Regions from separate parts of the Zea mays genome. Here region 2 is linked to region 1. Evidence: chromatin contacts called from public Hi-C data. All regions are on one chromosome and are shown on one strand. Each heading gives the region's core, a stretch centred on a gene start, on an enhancer-like site or on the middle of the called end of the contact. The rest is flanking DNA. Distances are from core to core; before and after follow the strand shown. Region 1 holds the start of LOC103627257 (RING-H2 finger protein ATL72). Region 2 has its middle 42 kb from the start of LOC100280896.

What was found. Hi-C and Micro-C count contacts between places; a contact is called where the count stands out from the background.
Region 2: a contact with region 1 is called in a Hi-C map of tassel, with 2.3 times the contacts expected there. The contact joins the enhancer-like site here to the promoter of LOC103627257 in region 1. A contact is called at or near these places in 5 of 25 Hi-C or Micro-C datasets (ear, leaf and tassel).

Annotation. Positions count from the first base shown.
Region 1 is chr5:173,753,618-173,757,143 of Zm-B73-REFERENCE-NAM-5.0, reverse strand. LOC103627257 (RING-H2 finger protein ATL72) reads left to right here and starts at 1,428. Exons shown (of 1, transcript XM_008647543.4): 1 at 1,428-3,526. The coding sequence starts at 3,264.
Region 2 is chr5:173,843,486-173,847,141 of Zm-B73-REFERENCE-NAM-5.0, reverse strand. No RefSeq gene overlaps it. Among protein-coding and RNA genes, the nearest start is that of LOC100280896, 42 kb to the left of the region's middle. Within about 2 kb of position 2,196, at least 17 of the 20 cell types and tissues checked have an H3K27ac peak or open chromatin away from gene starts, as enhancers often do. A contact at or near this core is called in ear, leaf and tassel, where this site is marked.

The DNA.
Region 1 (3,526 bases), core at 179-2,678:
AAGCTAGTGTTGTTGTTGTTTTTTTGGGTAAGCTAGAGTCATGTAGCTAGAGTCGTGTAGTCATGTAGCTAACTAAGAGGGTATTTAAATGCACTAGAGTTAAAAATTTACTAGTAGAATTAGCTAGCTAACTAACAACTAATTTACTAAAAATAGCTAATAGATGAAATATTAGTTAGGGTGTTTAGATGTCTTTAGCTAATTTTAGCCACTAACTATTATCTCTAGTGTATTCAAATATATCCTAACTATTAGCTACAGTGTATTCAAGCACCCCTAAGTCATAGTTGACTCCGCACAATATGTCCACGGTGAGATCCTCATATGCCATTGGTTGAAAAAAAAAAAGGTGAAGTTGCTTTCGATCGGATAGGAATAGAAGCTCAGGGTGCACCAAAGATCATATTCATCGCTATCTGGCCTCAACCTTGAATGCTCAACAAAAGCAGGTGGTTCTTCTATATGTATGATGTATCGACGAGTGGAATAACTTTTCTCCTACTTTGTTTATCCCACACAGGTTTTTTTTAATCCATACAAAAACCGGCGCGTTCAAGTGTAGAAAACAGAACTGTCTTTGCGCAGTACGGGAACGCTAGATCAAGCAAGTGAAGGTCCTTCGATGTTTTGGTTCCTTTTTTTATGCTTTGTTTAAACTTTCATGGCAGTCATTATTCATTTCATTCAATATTGGTTTCCTCCCCCGCTACATTTTGGATCAAGTTTTGAGTGTGTGGTGGACCATCTTCTTATCCACTCAGTGGTGCGCTTCCATTCTTCTCCATTTGCTACGCACTGTTGGCCATGCCAGAATACTGGAAGGATAACCTTTTTTATAATAAGTGTGTATATATACTACTCCTACATGAGACATATATTTGCCACGATCAGTGCATAATTTTTTTTATCGAGATATTTGAAGGATTATATGGATCGCATTGGGACATGCATCTGGTAAGCTACTGGGCATACTTATCTGGTTTGCCCTTTCTTTAGAACGTGTTACAGGCTTTTTTTTGGGATTAAAAAGCTACAGTGTTGTTGCACAAATCTGTTGCAACTCAAATTTGGGTAGGCAGGGAAGTAAACAGCTCGTCAAAACGTGGCCATCGTCTTGCTCGCTTAGAGCCTGCTTGGATACCCATATATATGCCTTAATCCAACCACTACAACACACATACGTTGAAGTAGATACATGGGCATCTAAACAAGGCTTTAAGCATAATTATCTCATTATCTTAAGCGTTTTTGAAGAAGAAGAAGAAGAAGAAGAAGAAAAAGTCTGTGTTTCTTGTTTTCGCTTCGAAAAACATTGTTCCTTATAAGCTTTTGCGGAAACCTGATAAAGCTAGGCCCTATGCTTATCCTATTGTTCCTTATGAACTTCTGCGAACGAAGTCCCACTATCCCAGAATGGATGTCCGTTATCATTCTGCTTGTCAATTCGCCTATTTTTGCTTTCCGTCCCTTTCTTAATCCACGTTCTGATTTCTGCACGTGGCTGCCTTTTCAGCTATCGAGCCAAAGCTTACGCAAAGAGACAGAGGTGTCGAATTAGCCTATACTTCCCACATGTGTTCCCTCCCTCAGGCCTCAAACATAGAAATAGAAGTCGGCTGTAATTATTTAATTTAATTTGGCTCATCAGGATTCAAGCTTGAGAACTCTGGCCCTGTGATACCCTATTGAATTGCATGTAGCTTAAGTCGATGGAATAAAAAAAAGGGTGCACTTATGGCTAATTCACTTTTATACTTGTCAACAATCAGAATCGTCCCAGACTCCCAGTGTGCCTGTGGCAGAACATTCTTTTGCTTCCTGGATAGTGGAGACAGTCACATATGAAAACGATCTTTTCGTGAGAAAACTAAGACAGAAAGAAAACATAAGACTCTGAACCTGCAGTTTAGCAAGATTAGACATTCCAGGAAATGCAACTAACGAGACAATCATCGTTGGAGGCAGCTGACCTGGGGCGCGCCATGCATCCTCGAAAGCAGGCAAAGCTTGTGGGTCGGAGTTGCGAGCTCTGCTCACTGTTCGAAGTGGAAGGGATCAGAAGCAGCCAATCAGCATATGCAAAAATGCGACGTGGTTTGTGAGTGGTAATTAGTTGCTTTGTCAGCTTCACCATCGATCGTGCTCACATGCTTCATTGTCTTGGTATGTTACTGCCTCATGATTGCTCCAAGATCGAGGATACGATTCTCTACAAGATTGGTTGGTGTGTGTTAGTGTTACTGTCAGCTGTCATACTAGTCAAACTCAACTTTCTTGGACCATGGTTTCTCTCTCTCTCTCACACACACACACAGCTCCCGTCTTTTTGTCAAGTTGAAGGTCTATCAAGTTGAAGGATGTTTCCTATAAGTGATACAAGAAGGCACTAGTGTCACAGACAGAGTTGCATTTATCATATGTATGCTTTAATTTGTTTTAGTCAGTAGTAATAGTAGTCAAGATGTTAATTAATCTACTAGTACCTGCGAGTGTACAATAATTGCAATCTGGAAAGAAACCGGATTTTTGGAAGTCAAACTCACTATCATATATGCTTTCCCTTGGGCAGACCATGCCCACGAGTTGAGTTGGCTGGCTGGACCAGAGTTTGACCCCCCAAAGTTCACAAATAATTCAGTTGCCATGAACCACACGGTATGGCAAGGAGTGGCAGAGGTCAAAGATACAGCCTCCCCCACATGCCACATGGCCTGCAAAAAGAGTGCAACACTAGCAAATAATTCAGTGCCTGATCTCCCTTTTCTAATCCATCTCTTGCTGCTGCATGTGTGCTGCTAAGCCTCCCTTATCCTGCTTTACACCCATGATCAGGCAGACAAGATCTGGTGCTATACCAGCTAGTGCCCCTCTGATTCCCGGAAAGCCACCACTGTTAACAACACACTCACACGCCCAGACCCAGCTAGCTAGCTTCCTAGTGCCTCCTGGCCGGCCTATCCATTGCCTTGGCTCCCCTGGGTGCTACTGCTGATGGGGAAAGACACCTATGCAAGTTCACGCCAAGCCTTACCGTTGGCTGCAATCTTGCTGCCCGCCTTAGCCTATATATACTGCTTCCAGTTCAGCACGGCTGAAACTTACTCTTACGAGTCGCGGAGCTAGAGTTACAGCGCTCGCTGGCCTTGAATTTTGTAGACGAGAGAACAGATTTGATTTCACCTGGGATTGTGATTTGGGAAGAAAGAGTCGGCGTCAGAGGAGAGGATCACAAGTTGACGAGTGAAGACACAGTTAAAGCAGGCATGCAAGAAGGGTACGTGTACTCGCGGAGGGCGCTGCTGCTGACTCCTCTGCACAGCTACGGGGAGAATGCGGCGGCGAGCCAGGTGGTGGCCGGGCAGGAAGCTCCGGCGGGCGACGGTGTCAGGAGCAGCAGCAGCAGCAGCTTCGACGCGAACGTGGTCATGATCCTGGCCGTGCTGCTGTGCGCGCTCATCTGCGCGCTGGGGCTCAACTCCATCGTGCGGTGCGCGCTCCGGTGCTCCAGCCGGACGTCGCCCGGCGG
Region 2 (3,656 bases), core at 947-3,446, 89 kb before region 1:
GGCTATAAATCACCGGACTGTCCAGTGGTGCACCGGACTGTCCGGTGAGCCATTCACAGGCGAAGTCGTCGCTCTCGGGAAGTGATTAACGGCGTATGGCTATAAATCACCGGACTGCCCGGTGAGCCAACGGTCGGCCGGGCCAACAGTCGGCCGCGCGATCCATGCGGGACACGTGGCCGAGCCAACGGCTAGAAGGGGGCACCGGACTGTCCGGTGTGCACCGGATAGTGTCCGGTGCGCCAATGGCTCTGAATCTTCAACGGTCAGCTTCGCCAAATAAGGAAAGAGATCCGCACCGGACAGTGTCCGGTGGTGCACCGGACTGTCCGGTGCGCCAGGCGACAGAAGGCAAGAATTGCCTTCCTGGAATGCTCTCAACGGCTCCTAGCTGCCTTGGGGCTATAAAAGGGGACCCTAGGCGCATAGAGAAGTCATCCAAGCATTACTAAGCACCAAGACTTCGATTCCGCACATTTGATTCTTTGTGATAGCAACTAGAGCTCCATTTGAGTTGTGAACTTGTCGAGTTGTGTTGTGAGCTCTTGTTGCGACTTGTGTGCGTGTTGTTGCTCTGATTTTGTGTCTTGTGTGAGTTGCTCATCCCTCCCTTACTCTGTGCTTCTTTGTGAACATCAAAGTGTAAGGGCGAGAGGCTCCAAGTTGTGGAGATTCCTCGCGAGCGGGATATAGTAAACAAAGCAAAACACTGTGGTATTCAAGTGGGTCTTTGGACCGCTTGAGAGGGGTTGATTGCAACCCTCGTCCATTGGGACGCCACAACGTGGAGTAGGCAAGTTTTGTACTTGGCCGAACCACGGGATAAACCACTGTGTCTATTTGTCTTGATCCTCTTGTGGTTATTGTGTTTTGCAAGAATTCCTCTCTTGCCACTTGGCCTTATTGTGCTAACGCTTAATCAAGTTTTTGTGGCTTTAAGTTTAAGTTTTCACAGGATCACCTATTCACCCCCCCTCTAGGTGCTCTCACTTGCGCGAGCCGTTGAAATTGTACTGAGTGGGGCGAGAGTCTTGCGAGACAGTGACAACCGCATTTGTGTCACGGTCACCAACGTGCACCAGAGGGAACGAGGCCCGCAGCGTTTTGCCCGGAAACTTGTTAGTGGAGACGGCGGGGAGCGTCCGAGAGGAGCCATAAGCGGAGCACCACTTACGCGTGGAGAAGGCCCGCGGCTCTCTACGGAGTTACTCGACCGAGATGCTTGGCTCTCGTGTGGGCTTCCCTTTGCGTAGGAGCACCAACGAGGATTAGTCGGGACCTTGCGTGGTTCCGGATACCTCGGTAAAAATACCGGCGTCATCCACGAGAGTTTGCATCTCTACCTTGCTCTTTAGCTTCCGCATTTATATTAAGCATTTAAGTTGTAATTTTGTCTTTATAATTAGATTGCTTTGTATTGAAACTTAGACATTACGGTAGAGATAACAACACTTAGACAAAACATAGTTTGCACATTCTAGTTTGATTATTTACATATGTTTTGCTTTATAAATTTAATTATGCCCTTGTTTAGAGAAAGTTTTAAAACTCTTAATTCACCCGCCCTTTTTAGGCGTCACCTGTTTCCTTTAGAGGACACAGAAAAAATTAACTCATATTTAGCACAACTCAGCTTCATTGTTGAAGCTATGTTTAAACCAGTTTTGTGAGTACAGCTTTATCAGTGAAGCTGAGCTATTTTAGAAATTTTGTTTAATAAAATAGCTTTAACGACAATTTCATGCATGACTAAGAGACAGTGGCGGAGTAAGCCCAAGACCGGAGCTTGGACACCGATTTAAATTTCTAGATTTCATCTAAGTCTCTATTCAATATAGATTAATAAATTTCAATACTATATTCTACTATCAAATGTCTCCTCATCGCTAACAATAAAAAAATCACAATACGTTGATACTCAATACTTACATTAAACCAAATGTTCAATCAACGATTATATACTATTATATACGTACTATAAAAAAACAATTAACAGTTGAGAAACCATAAATTGACAACAACTCACTTCGGTTGTGACTTGGGCGGTACGAAGTAGGGGCTGCGACAGAGGCGCGGCTGGGCAGCTGGCCCTGGCCGACGCGGGGCGTGTGGCTGACGTGGCAGTCCAGAACGGCTGAGCTCTACGGCGGAGCAGGCACGCAGTTGGTCAGAGCAGCGGCACTCGTTGCTTGCCCGCTTCCTGTTTCGTGCCTTCGCAAGCTGGAAACGATGGCTGCTGGGCCGAGGATTGGAGAGTTGGACCATACATACTGGGCCCTTGCAGGCTGAAGCCCAGGCACGTGTTCGGAGTATCCGAGCTGTGTCTCTGCAACTGCTAAGTTTATTCACAATGGTAGTTTCATTATGGTTTCATACATATTTAATAGTATAATATTAAAGGTAAATGAGTTTTGTGGAATAAAATTGATTTTATGAGGATGAAACTATGTCAACTAGTTTTCAAGGTCTTGGAAATCATGTGAAAGATCTATTAAAAGTGGTTTATTTCATCTTCATATATTTTACTGATTTGTATTGACTATTTAGTTGCATCATTCAATTAATATGTTAGTGTATGAAATAGTGTAGTGAAATAGCCACTGTGATTAGCCTAAGAGAGAACAAAGATATAAAAAACTACTTTTTTAGTTCCACCTTTGACCTTTCTTCATTCCGTGTACAGATTAGCTTCGTCAATCAGTTTAGAAAAAATGAAAAAAAAATATATGTTACAACAATTCTATCGGTGGAAAGGGTGGTGTTGACGCCTTTTCGGAGCACCAAATACTCAATAAGAACCGTGACGGTGCTCTCTGGTCAGGCGCGGACGGTCCGCGACCTGGCGCAGGGGCTAGGGTTCCCTACCTAATGGCCGGACCGTCCGCACCCTAGGGCCGGACGGTCCGCGCGTGCGCAAGGGCGGCGGAGGATCGCCGGCGGCGCCTAGATCTCGCTCCCGGGAGGGACCCCGTCGGAGAGAAGAGATCCTAGGAGTTGTATAGGCTCGGGTAGACCGACCTAAACTCCTCTAATCGACGTAGAGTCAAAGAGAAGCAGAGGATTTGAGGATTGGAAGACTAAACCTAAACTAGACTAGAACTACTCCTAGGATAAAATGTAAATTGTATTGATTGAAGGTTCGATTCGTTTATCAAATCGACCGTTTAGCTCTCTATTTATAGAGGAGGGGGCTGGACCCCTTACAAACAAATTTTTGAGTTTATCCCGAGATTCTCGCCAGCAAACATAGCAAGAAACTCGGAACACTAATCTGTTCTGCGCCTATGCGGACCGTCCGGCCCACAGACGCGGACTGTCCGGACCGTGGACCGTCTGGCCCCAGGGCCGGACCGTCCGGCCTTCTCATTTTGGTGCCCAACATATGCCCCCTGCGTTTTGGTGGAGCTGAGCAAACCAAAAGCATTTAACTCGATGTGATTACATCGGTTTTCTTAAGCATCTTGCCACATACTAGGATGGTACTGCTTGAGAAAACGTCCATTCAAAGCCTTAGGTAAATCCTTGCCTTGTAATGTTTGTAGTAAATAGGCATTACCAGACATTACCTGTTTTACTTTATAAGGACCCTCCCAGCTTAGCGACCACTTCCCAAACTTTTTGTCTTTGTTCCTTAGCGGCAGGATGGTCTTCCACAC